Regions from separate parts of the Anas platyrhynchos genome. Here region 1 is linked to region 2. Evidence: chromatin contacts called from public Hi-C data. All regions are on one chromosome and are shown on one strand. The core of a region is the stretch at or near the end of the contact, and the rest is flanking DNA. Distances in the headings are between cores, read along the strand shown.

Region 1 (6,138 bases), core at 3,331-5,830, 200 kb before region 2:
CGATGAGCATTACAGACCGTGTGGGGTGCAAGCACACACAAAAGGCCAGAAAGCCTACAGTGCAGCAGTAATGCAGGAAAAACAACCTCAGGAAGCCAGAGAAATGTTTTCATCAAGTAAGAACTATCCAAACACCAGCTGAAATCTGCAACGACCTGCCAAAGCGAGCCCTCCAGCACCAAAGCAACCAAACTTTCGTCTTTAGCAGTTATTATTATAAAGACACTTTCAGGTAGAGTGATAATTAATAAATAAGTCAGGCCTTGTTCGAGCTGAAGTTTTCCTCTCTTCAGCACTCAGAAGACTGTCCCAGTCTCCTGTCATCTGCAGGCAATGTGGACCCCAAACATAAATGCAAGCAGGATGTTCTTATCCCAAAACCCTCGGGCCCTATTAATTAACCTGGAGCTCAATTCAGACTACAACAGGCTCCTGTTCCTGCCAGGTCCCCTCCCCAAAGGCAGGAGAACAGATGTGCTGCGTTACACACATGCAAGTGAAAACACTTAACAACAGCGACCTGACCCAGACTTCATGAACAAATTAATAGAGAAAAAAAAAAAAAAGAAAACCACACAAACCCAGAAATAGTTCATCACAGCCACAGAAAGCTTATTTCTCTACTCAAGCACGGGTGTTGTGCCTCTTACAAGGGACAACACGTTTTGGAGGAGGGCGGGGGACACAGAGTATTTAAACAGAGGCGATTCACCGCAATGCGTAACTCAACAGCAGAACCACTCGGGATCTTCTCTCCATGGGATCAGAGGGCACAAGAAGAACAACGGGTCAGCTGAAGTGACACGAATGACCAAGATGGAAGAACACAACTCGTTTCAGATACAGAAATGTTTAATGGCGTTAAAGTGCTACTTTAATGGGGACCATATGCTAACATTTAAACACAATTCCACTGCACTGCTAAATATGGTTGTCTTTATTTTTTTTTATTTACTTTGTTTACTTCTTTTTGCCCAACCCTACCTAAAACAATAAAATAAAGTCTAAAGGACTGAAATTAACAACCCATTCAAATCAGCAATAAGTTATGAATTTTATAAAGCATTTTTTTTTCCTCTTCTTTTCTTAGTAACGAGGGGTAGTTAAATTACTTAAGGATATACAAAGTTTCAAACAATGCCATAGGTGAGGACTCTATCAAGGTTTTTAAAACTTGGAAAAAACGAAATAATCCTGGCCATTAAAAAGACAAAAATAAAAAAACAGCAAAGCCCTCAAAGTGCAGGTTAGAATGCTCATCTCTGAGAAAATTAGAAAACATTTGCTAGAATAGCTCTTAACAGCACCTGCACAGGTAAGATGGCAAGGCCCTCGGGAACAGGACGTGCAGTCAAAACATTACATCAACGTGAGAGACGTGCTGAGCTTAACTAGGTTAACTACTGGACTGGAACTTCAAAAGTCAGCAGAGGGAATGATTCTAAAAAGAAAACCAAAGGAACCCTCACCAAACTTGGCCTTCTCCAGCTAGCACAGCCTTCATCCATCGTGTGCACGGCAAAAAGCATTTTGCATTTCGTTGGGTCAAGTGCTTCATCAAAACAGAGATCTTCTCATGGCATAAATTCATATAAAAGACATCTAAGGTTTAATATGGACAAGCTCTAAAAAGACGCATCAGACTTGGGGTGTTTTCCCTCCCAACACATTTACAAATGTTTATCAAAAAATCTCTTCAAATAAAAAGGTCATAGTGGCTCAGTATCTGGGCATGACTTTCTGGCATGTCACCTCTCGTGTGTGCTGGTTTCTTTCTGTCCTCAGCTGGCTGTGTGCCTGCGCGTGGGCACGCATCTACCGGGAGATCTGCTGGCGCTCTCACAGCACGACACAGCCCATGATGTGCTGGTAGATTACAAGCGTGTACCCCTCACTTTAGCCACGCGTCAGAGGTATTTGCTTGTTAAATGATGTCCAACAGAAAGCTGAGCTGAATGGTGTTCTCTCCTCTACATCTCTCTTTGCCACCCCTCTCTCTGGGCACAGAACGAGACCTTTATCATTACTGTTGTTGCTTCTAGGCTACTTATGCCCTCACAGGTTTCCTATTACATTACAACAGCATTGGATTGTGAGAAACTGTAGGACACGGCCCTTTTAGGACCACAAAAGCTCTTCAGAAGGGCCTAAACTAGGTTGTTCAACCTGAATGCAGTGTAAGAAAATCTGACATTTCTCAGATCTCATGACAGGAAGAGAGGGATGAGTCTCTAGTATCCTCTTTCAAACAAAGAAATTCAAAACAAAGTGTTTCATCGCTAAGGTCTAGATCCAGGTCCCACAGAAACAAATGGGTATCACGGACTTTAATGGGACTAGGGTTTGGTCTAACTGTTGGCCAGCAGGAATTGGGATTGGTAACGTGACCAAATGAACGCGTGGGTTTCTTCCCTTACCCCAGAGGTTTTATTTACAGGTCTCTTCAGGACTAGCTGTCAGTGTGTCATTTCTGAAAGAGGATACTGGCATCTAGGACCCAGTTTGATCACCCCAGTGAAATCTTTCGCCCTGCACTGTCATCTCACTTGGTTCTAGGAAGCAAAGGAGAGCTTGACACTGGCGCTGGAGTAACCCTCGTCACTCCCAATACTCTGCAAGCTGCTGTGATCATCAATGTCACTGATGCTGGTTGTGCTGATATTGTCCACTTCTCCATGGGAGAACTCTGTGCTTTCAACGTCCACTTCAATCTCTTCTAAAAAGAGAAACGAGAGAAACACGCACAGGTTAGCACCACAGTCACAACTGCTTCCTTCAAGCCAGCTGCCGGGGCTGCAGCAGCAGCCTGGCAGGAAGACTCTCGGTGTTTTCCCTTGGGGTGGGATGGGTTATGGACATGGCTTGTAAGGGACTAGCTACCAGCCTGTAGCTTTTCATAGGGACTTTGCAAAGGGGCTTGACTCCAAAAACACACTCTCAGCAGAGGTGGGCCATCTCATGCACTGAACTTGTTATTCTGCCTCTGCTCTTTGGAATGGTATCACCCCAGTGTGGAAACAAACAAACAAAAAAAGAAATCACAGGTAAAACAGAGGACAAAAAAAAAAAACAAAACAGAGCATGAAGTTACCCTTAAAGTTACCCTTGCCTGTGACACGCTACTCGATTGGTATCACTTTACCAAAGACGGGACCACTCACTTTAACGGGCATTATAATGCATTTAGATGAGGGTTTGAGTTACTTTCAGAGATACTGAGTGGACCTAACAGCTTAAATCCTGTTTAAGAGGATGTTAGAAAGCAGATAACTAGTCAATCAGACATCTTGATTTCCATAGCATTCAGGAATTTCCCAAAAGGATTTTTTTTTCCAAACTGTAGACTCAAACGTAAGCTACATGGCGTGCTTGAGTCTGTTAGTAAATATCAAACTATCTACTGTGCCCACCTGGGATCCACAGCAGAGGTGTTTCAAAAAAGGAAGTTACATGAACTCAGTTAGCCATTCAGACCATCTCTATCCAGTTTTAACTGAGACGAACAGTACGGGAAGCTTGGAAAAGAAAGGGGGGTGGTGGTAGAATGATTCTTGGAATTTTTAGAGTCAGTTTGCTTAGCTCTGTTTGCTTGGTTATGCCATGGTGGGCCCAAATACAGGAAATACATGGGAGAGCATGGAAGTTGCTTTGCAACATCTGCTCCAGCCCCAGTAATATCTTTCTTAGATGTTCCCTTTGTGTTGTTTGTTGAGAGACACAAAAAAGGGACAATAAGTATCACACCTTTAGCATCAAGTATTTATCTACCATCTTGTGAGCACTGCAAATTACTCTGTGTAACTGATGCTTTTGAATTTTAGAGCTCTTCAGAAAAACAGATCACTTTAAATGCCACCGAAATCATCCTGAGATGACAATGGCAACACGCAAAAGGCAAAACTTTTCACATATATGTGTGTGCACGTGTATGCGTGTACGTGTGGGAGCAAAATCAGTAGCCTGAATATCAGAAGTCAGAGAGAAGGGGGTAGCTGAGACAAGAAATGGATCCGCCTCCTGCCCCTCTTCCCAGAGTCTCAGGGGTTCCTGGTCAGCCCGGTGGCACCCACCTCGCTCCGAGTCCGAGCGATCAGAGGAAATGGTAGACCCAATGCTGTCCATTCGTATTCGCTCTATCTCCTGAGACCCCTGTAGCTGTTCCAGTCTTCTCTTTAGGAATCTTTGTTCTCGTTCCAGGTTCTCAAGCTGGTGTTGGCTTCTCCTCTCGGTCTCTTCAAGTTTCTGACATGATCAAATATGGCTCAGTAAGAGTTTCATTCTTTTCTCCTTCCCTCCCACCTCCACTGTCCAGCCACCTGCTTTACTTAGACGTTCCCAGGTCCCAGAAGGATTTAAGCTGCAAAAGAGCTCTGAAACAAGCTGCTTTCCTGTCCCCAGGAGTTGTGCTGCCTCCTCACAACTCTTCCCGTTCCCAAGCTCTGATAAATCACACGTTGGTATCAAAAGGCTTTGAAGACAGCCTCTCCAGAGGAAACTACAGGATGTGTAGCGTTTTGTGGGTCATTCTGCCTGAGCTCAGCCCCCTGCATTACCACATCTGCCCACAAAGGGGCCTCGAGTCCCTTACCCAAACCAGCCCGGCGTTACAACTGTCACATCAAAACGTGCCCTGGGAGCTCTGTTCCTTGCTGCATGGTTTAGCAGGATTTCTCAGAAACAGTTTTCTATTTAGTAAGTGATTTACATAACCTACTACAGATTTCTTTGATCACAGCTGGGAAATCTACCAGGGCACTGTTCTTTGTTTCCTGCAACGAGCACATTGCATAAGGAGGAGTCATTTCAGGCTAACCCTGTCCCTTCAGCAGGGCTTTTTCTCCTTCGCCACCCATCCTCCCTCCCACCATCCTGGGCTGTGACAAAGGGTTTCAGCCTTCTCCAGATACTGACAATGCTGCGTTTTCTCTTTGGGCTTCACTCTGCCAGGAGTGAAACCAGATGAGTGCTGGGCTGGCTGGTTCCCACGTGGAACTTCATCAGGCCAGCCCTGGCTTACCCTCCTGGGATTTGCACCAATGTTTTTGGCAATGGAAACTCGCTGGCACATCAGAAAAGGTGCATTTCCCATCCAAATGGGGTCACTCACCAGCAGGTATGTTTTCCTTCTAAGAGCTGTTGCTGGCAACAACTGATCATGATACAGAATAAGGCCCCTGCTTTCCAAATCAATCATCCCCACAGGTACCAGAGTTCATCATGGACTCTCCCAACAATGTGGTTTGTAGTAATGATAAATGATTAACCGAGGAGACAATGCTAGCTTATTGCTTTCTATATATACACACACATAAAATGTAAATAATAGCTATCTATGTATATTAACGTATCCACGTGTACTGCCAGTAGTTAAGAATTAGAACGAGTATTAGAAGTATTGGAACGAGTCCAGAGGAGGGCCATGAAGATAATCAAAGGGCTGGAGCTCCTCTCCTATGGAGACAGGCTGAGAGGGCTGGGGCTGTTCAGCCTGGAGATGAGAAGGCTCTGGGGAGACCTCACTGCAGCCTGCCAGTGCCTAAAGGGGCCTTACAGGAAAGCTGGGAGGGACTCTGTCAGGGAGTGTCATGATAGGACAAGGGGGAAATGGTTTTAAACTAGAAAATGGTAGGTTTAGATTAGATATTAGGAAGAAATTCTTCCCTCAGAGGGTGGTGAGGCCCTGGCACAGGCTGCCCAGAGAAGCTGTGGCTGCCCCAGCCCTGGAGGTGCTCAGGGCCAGGCTGGATGGGGCTTTGGGCAGCCCAGTCTGGTGGGAGGTGTCCCTGCCCATGGCAGAAGCTATGGGATTTCAGTTCCAAACCAGCCCCGCCAGGAAGCAGCTGGGAGAAGCAGCTCTTACCTTGATATGTGCTTTGGCTTTGTTGAGCAGCCCAAGCGTCGTGTGCCTGGTGCAGTCTGGTCCGAGCGGGATCAGAACTTTCAAGCGTTCGAGACACAGGCGGAGGTGAGCTCGGCTGCAAGGAGAGAAGAGGAGGTCAGAGCCGTGCTTTCAGGAAGGGAAAGCCATTTCCTTCTCTGCCTCCCTTCTAGGAGGCACTTCTCATGCTTCCTTCTGTCCCTACACATCACGAGATTCCCTGCAGGTGCCAGGATGGGCTGCTCCGAGCTATTTACACT
Region 2 (6,763 bases), core at 1,563-4,062:
ACTCAAGTCTGCTGCTCTTCAAAACCCTACTTTGGTGAAGACTGGTTTTAAGTCTCCCCTGTCAATGGGGACACAGAAGACTGTTCTGCTTCTGCAGTTTCCATAGGCTGAAATGTGTATGTGAGAGTTCTTTTAAAATGTTTTCTGTCTGGGTGTCAAAGACCAGAATTATCTTTAATGCAGCCCCTTGGAATCATTGCTGGTTAATCTTCTAAGGTCAGGGTTTTTATCTCTGATAGAGAGTCCCCTTTGGCAGCAGAACCAAAGCTACAGGCAGATTTTGACATTGTAATTGCATGTCTGTCTGGGTTACGCTTTTGGAAATGCTGAACTGGCAATGACCATATGGCTAGTTCTGTGCAATTGTGACCTGGGACATAGCCTTTATGAAGTGACCACTGAAAGAAATGACAGTGGTTTATATTGAGATTCTCTGCTTGATATATGAGGAAAAAAATACTGTTAAGTTGCTACCTTCTCATCTGAATGCTACAAGGCTGTTTTTATTTTTTACTGTCCGGTGTTGACATGAGAGTATGATCTTGCTAGAGCTGTTCCTAAGAATTTGCAACCCCATTTGTGTTTCTGTTGCAGTACAATTTCAAAAACAGAGGGAGCCTGACTTTTGAACCCTTAACCCTGGTTCCAATCCAGACAAAAATGATTGATGTTAGTTTGCTGACACAAAAAGAGGTAAGTGAAACAGTAAGTTTCCACTGCCTTTTTTTATGCTAGAACCTTTTCTGTTTACAAGAACCACTCACCTCTGCTCTACTTGGTAGATTCAGAGAACAGTCCTGAGGAATCTGACTAAATTTTAAATGATCCAATTTTGAGAGGGAGAACAGAGTAGATGAGCTCTCTAGAGGTCCTTCCCATCTAAATCATTCTATGACAAGGGCAGCAAGGACACTCTAGTGATGTTGTTTTGGTAGTTCCTTTGCTATGGTATTTGCTGTTACATATAGTCTTTCCTACTCTTGCCTTCGTTTGCTTCTGTCAGACTCCTGTGCTGTCTCCCCAGAGACTTACACTGATGACTGTCCCATGGTGCTATTTGTGTCTCCGCATGGTCGGTCCCATTTAGCCATGCCACATTTATCAGCGCATATGGACTCTGAGCAGATAGGATACTTGCTCAGCAGCGTTCATTTCCTAAATAGCTTTACCACCACAGCTTTCTGTTTAGGTTTCCCTCTACCTTCACCTTGGCATGTTTCATCCTGGTTTTCTATCATATTGTCCATTTTTCTTCAGTCTCTCCTAGTTTTCTGAATGGTAATCCAATTTGTATTTTCTTTTTCTGAAGAGGACTGAACGATACCAAGATCTATCTACCTTAAGGTTACCTGTTGAGATCAATAGGCTACTCGTATCTCATCACTGCATTGTTCAGTTACAAATTTGCAAAGCTATTTAGTAGACTGTGCCATGGTAGCTATTCTGACTTGCTGGAGGCAGTGATTTGCAGAGACTTTAAATACTTATCAGTTGAACTGAACCTTAGTTCCTCTGAAAACTCAGGACTAATTGCTTCAGTTCCTACCCTCATCAAATTTACCGAATTTAAGTCACTTCCATATATTAGAGGTCTGCCTCTGGGACAAGATCCTATCCTAGCTTAACAGCCCATCTCAAAGTGGCCTACTAATGTCTCTGGCTATACATACCTTCTAAAGGCAGCAGCTATTCTGCATTCATGCTGACTGTCATATCTTTCCCTTTCTTTAGTTGAACTGGGTGAATGACTATCATCAGAAGTGCCGGGAGGTAATTGGAGCAGAGCTGGAGAGGCAAGGTCGGCTTGAAGCTCTTCAATGGCTCATCCGGGAGACAGAGCCTCTGATCAGAGTTCAGTAGGACCACGGTTTTCTTCGATACAGGGGACATCAGGACTGCTTGGTGTCACTGTAATCTACGTCTTCTTGGCCCCTGACACCACTGGGAGAAATTTTGTCGATAAGCCTTTGGAAATCAGAAGGGGGATCTCATTTAGTGTCTTCCTCCTCCCCTGAGTTGGCAGGTAGCATGGGGGTAAGGAGGGTTACTGTCTCAACATTTTTTGAGCAGGGGGGAGGTTGAGAATAGAAAGCAAACAAAATAAATAAGCATGTTGCCTTTGAAACAGGGGTCTTCTTGAAATAATGGTTCTAAGAGACAATACTGGAATATTTTATATGGTGTGGTTTTTCACTATGAAAACTCAGTATTTTTACATACTTGGGTTCCAGTTGCTGGGATGCTACCCAAACAGCAGGACTGATTACTGAATAAAAGTTTCCAACACGTTATTTTCTGTCTGGCTTCTCTTGTAATCAGTGATATATCGGGTTGGACAGCTTAAAAGAGGGCAAGGACCAGATCATTCCACATTTGTGTGCATCCTGCTCGAACAGTGAAGAAATAGAGCTGCATATATGTGTATGGAGCTGCCTTGTGCTAGGAGCTGGGCAGATGTTATGGAAAGGCCTGGTGGGAGCTATCACTTCTGTCTATGCTTTGTGACAGATCGTGGAAGGGATGTAGTGACACTTGGTGGAGGGTTGTGCCTGTGGAGCACCCAGACCACTACTGTCTATTGTTATTCACGGAGTACTTGTATAACCTGTGGCAGTGCAGGATGTGTAGGCAGTATTGTGGGATTACAGCTCTTCTGGATACAAGGCAATTATTAAGTTAAAAATAAAAAATGCAATGGACAAACGAAGGCCTCTCTGCAACTTTCATACAAAATCAGTCAGGCCCTGGACACCAGGAGCAGTGCTCTGGAGTGCTAGGCAGTGCACAAAGACATCTAGTGGTTAAGAGAACTACTGCAAGGCAAATGCAGGTTTGGGCTCTTCCCTCCCTTCAGCTGGGAGGGAGAATGCTCTGCTCTGCAGTCTTCTCAGCTGGCTTCTGGAAAGTCACTGTATGCAGCCCCATCAGAGCACTGTCCTTAAGGCCAAATGGTTTTGTAAGAATATACCTACTAAAAGAAACGTTCTTAACACTTACCTACAGTGTTTCAATCAAACTAAAACTCGGTATTAAATATAAAAGGGACAGTTGGGTAATAGTAACTCACATTCCTGACACTTTAAGGAAATGGTCTGTGCAAATGGAAATGTTTAGATAATTCTTTTTAAAAAAATAATTATTGTAATTCCAAGAGGGAAATGTTAATCTCTGTTAAATAGCATGAAATTGGTGTATCCCTCAAGAGATGTAGAAATTGGAAGCAGTACCATGTAGCCAAACAAAACTTGGAAGAGAAAGGAAGAGAAATATTCCAGGAAATAATGTTCCCTCGTCTCCTTGCTATGCTATCCAAGAAAGTGTAAAAATAAAAGTGTAGTAAGTGGTTTAAAAGTTTTTGATGCTACAGCCTCTGCAGCTGTGTGTCTGTATTTAAATATCCACGCAGTTTCCCACCACCACCTGCAAGTATGCAAGTATTAGCTGTCATTTCAGCTGGGTCTGTGGGAAACCCTGCTCACACATCAAGCAGTCCCCAGTGTCTCAGGAGTATGTGCTATCAACTAAAACAGATTGCACCTGTGGAAGAAATGTTTTTGCCCAAATTACTGCTGCTGGTACTGACGGTGCTACAGGATCAAAGACCGAGCGGTGGATCTGAGCAGGTTGTACTGTGACAAAAGGGGAATTTCCCTGCAAAATCATTGCGTGCAGCAATGCTGAGTGCTGCAGCCTCGCCAGGCTGCGTGAGCTACTGTCTGCGGGCAAGCAGCTGCCTTCCAGGGTGGCGGTGGAAGTTCATGCAGGAAGCTTTGGTGGTCAGCATAAACCCACAAGGGGTCTGAGCTGCTGGCTGTGTGTGTTCCCAACAACAGCATTCTGGCTGTCCTGGCAGAGACCAAAGACTAAGGGTAGATTTCTCCTTGCTCAAACTTCAGGGCAAATGTTTCCTGAGGGAATGCAGAAGAGGATGACTTCTATCAAACAGAGCAGCCGAGGAAGCTCTAGTCCTGTCTCAAACCCGCAGTCACCGTGTTTGGCTCAGGCACCTCAGCGGGGAGGGGAGACGTGACACCAACAGCACTTGGGGCCATTCAAACCTGGCAGTGCCCAACTAGGCTTTTTCCCACATGGATTCCCTCTTCACAGTCATACACCAAGTGGGGTGGTTCCCACCCACGTCCCAGAAATTCCTGGTGCATTCCCATCCCAAAATCCCTCCAGCACACAGGGACAGAGATGGGAATATCTGGATTTAGCTCCTCTAGGGACCAGCCTGGGGAGCCCCAGCAGGTCGTCTTGTACCACTTTGACCCTGTGGGCTTTTGTTGCAGGGAGTTTGCTGAAGTGCCTTGGACCCAATGAGGAGATCTTTGAGGAGATCCTTACTTCTTTCTCAGAAAATTAAATTTGGCTTTTTTTTTTTTTTCCAGGTTCTGATTTATTTCTTCAGTGTCTGCTTTTCCTGGGTGGTCTCTGTCTTCATTTCTGCTGGCAAAAGGAAAAAAAAAAAAAAAGGAAAGGAAAGCAAGTTTCTGTCAGGTTTAGGTTTTCTTTTTGTATGTGCCATCCACAGAAATGACTGTAAGATTATGCTCCTCACGAAAATTACCATATTATTTCATTTTGTTGTTATTACTATTTTCTTTCCATAGTGGCTTTTTTTTATTATTATTTTTTTTTAATTTTTCAGTGTGGGGAGGAATGGGCATTTTCAACAATATGCTTAGTGGTCTGTTTTTAACGCATATGGTTTTGCAGTTTTTTAACCCATTGGGTGTCTCCCCTTTTTGGATGATGCAACGAGGCACATTTCTGCTCCTCATGCAGTCCCGGTCAAAGGGGTGCTTGCTGGGGCAACCTGTCTGGCTTAATCCTTCCATTCAACCCAGGATCTAAGGGGGCAGTTTGTCACCATGGCCTCCTGATTGTGTCTCTACCCATGGGACAGTACATCAGCAAAATATTTGATGTCTATATGGCCGCCTTGACTTGTGTTGCCAGAGCACTTCCCTCACTGTCCCTTGCCCAGCTGTTTGGTAACGTTAGTATAGCTGGAGATTTCTAGCACTACAACTGTGTTTAGGGGCAATCAAACCCTTTGTTTCCCTTGGAATAAAAATGGTACAGCAGGAGACAGACCCTATTTTTCAGGGAGGAAAATCCCCATCAGCTTCACCATTCAATCACGAATCATGACGCACGCATTGGCAATGTGCCTGCTGGTGTACAAGGCTTCTGAGACAAACAGACCATTTCTCCTTGAGCAGAAGGATTCATATTCATTCATCTCGAGCAACAAATGCTCCTTCACTCCCTAACCTAGCAGACTGGTTGGCTTCTCTGCAGTCACATCTCCTTCCTCTGTCTGTGGGTATTACCATAAGTGTGCCTGGCAGCAGTGAAATCCCATTTTCTTTCTTTCTTTTTCCTTTTTTTTTTTTAATGGCTCATATTTCACCTGTAATGGAAACCCCACTATTTGTTCACTTTACACGGCAGCCGTTGAAGCAGGTTTTGATTTACCCCAGCCTGGCCTTAGAAAGAAGAGGAAAACTGAGAACACCATTGCTGAGGACCTCCTTGGCAGCCCCATCAAACCAGCCTGACATTTAAGCTGCACGCAGGGAATTAGTTGCCCTACAATGATGTTGGGACTCCCTCCTGTGATCCCTTCAGCAGATAGCAACAAGAGCCAGGTGGTTGGAGCAGCCAGGTATGGAAGCCCTCGGGACCAGGAGATGGCACCTTCTTTCCTTTGCCCCTTCTCTGCATTTGCGGGGTGCTCTTGCGAGGCTGCAGGAGGCTACTCAGTCACACAACTGCCTAAAATACGTCACACAACTGCCTAAAACACGCCTGTGTGCTCACACCCGATGTCTGGAGAGGAGCTGTCACTGCCTGGCAGCGGCTCCTTTTGGCACCCAGCAGGGGTGAATCGACTGCTGCTGCTGCTGAGGATTTTCGCCATTTATTTTTGCTGACTTGTAGCAATTCGCACCTTGTTCCCAGAGTCCTGGGTCTGCTCCCTTTTTGTTTTTTTTTTTTTTTTTTTTTTTCTGCCTTGTGGGAAGTAATTAATCTGCTTTGAAGGTTTTCTGCTCAAACGGGGACAGCAGGACCCCTTGCTGTAGAGTGGCAAAAGGAGACAGATCATTTCTCCAAGTCTTCTTTTTAGGGAAGAAAGTGCTGGCCTGGGCATCTGGCAGAGGTGTCTTGAGATCAGGAGTTAAATAAATTGTCTGGTGTCAGTGCCCTCAGCTTGTTTTACACGATAAGGACAAAACTCCCTATGGCTTTGGCTGTAATAAGAAAAAAAGAAAAAAAAAAAAGAAACAAGAGCCTCTGGAGGGTGGAAATATGAACTGGGTTAGTACTTAATTAAGTTGCCTATTAACAGTTGTGTAGCGGCTTGGAAGAATTTTAATGTACCAATTAAAGAAAGGAGCTATCTCCTCGGCTTTCCACCACCTCTGGGGACGCTGTCAAGAATGGGAAGCTTCGCAGATCAAGTGCTGTTTATTTTGCTTCTCCTAGCTTGTTAAAAAGTGTTCTAAATTTGGGATGTGGCGGATGCCCATGGACATGGTTGCTTCTGCGACGCAGTGAAGCATCAGCTGTCTGATAAGGATTAGCATAGGAAAGAAACAGGAACATAATGCTGCCTGACCCCATAAAAAACTTGTTTCTTAAGGTTTCTCTGCATTGCTCCATGAGGAGGAAGGGATTTGGGGCAGCTCCTTCATGAGCTCACCTGGCTCCATTGTAAACAGCAGGCACGGGGGGCTCTCTCCTCTGCTTGTGC

The links. Hi-C and Micro-C count contacts between places; a contact is called where the count stands out from the background.
Region 1: a contact with region 2 is called in a Hi-C map of subcutaneous adipose tissue, with 1.9 times the contacts expected there. The contact joins two enhancer-like sites. A contact is called at or near these places in 3 of 8 Hi-C or Micro-C datasets (liver, skeletal muscle and subcutaneous adipose tissue).

The regions. Positions count from the first base shown.
Region 1 is chr6:30,864,958-30,871,095 of IASCAAS_PekinDuck_T2T, reverse strand. It overlaps MXI1 (MAX interactor 1, dimerization protein), which reads right to left. Exons shown (of 6, transcript XM_027459943.3): 4 at 5,861-5,975; 5 at 4,071-4,242; 6 at 832-2,716. The coding sequence ends at 2,553. Among named protein-coding and RNA genes, the nearest start is that of SMNDC1, 18 kb to the left of the region's middle. Within about 2 kb of position 4,580, at least 1 of the 8 cell types and tissues checked has an H3K27ac peak or open chromatin away from gene starts, as enhancers often do. A contact at or near this core is called in subcutaneous adipose tissue, where this site is marked.
Region 2 is chr6:30,667,135-30,673,897 of IASCAAS_PekinDuck_T2T, reverse strand. XPNPEP1 (X-prolyl aminopeptidase 1) reads left to right here. Exons shown (of 20, transcript XM_072039773.1): 19 at 595-693; 20 at 1,732-2,291. The coding sequence ends at 1,860. Among named protein-coding and RNA genes, the nearest start is that of XPNPEP1, 31 kb to the left of the region's middle. Within about 2 kb of position 2,812, at least 1 of the 8 cell types and tissues checked has an H3K27ac peak or open chromatin away from gene starts, as enhancers often do. A contact at or near this core is called in subcutaneous adipose tissue, where this site is marked.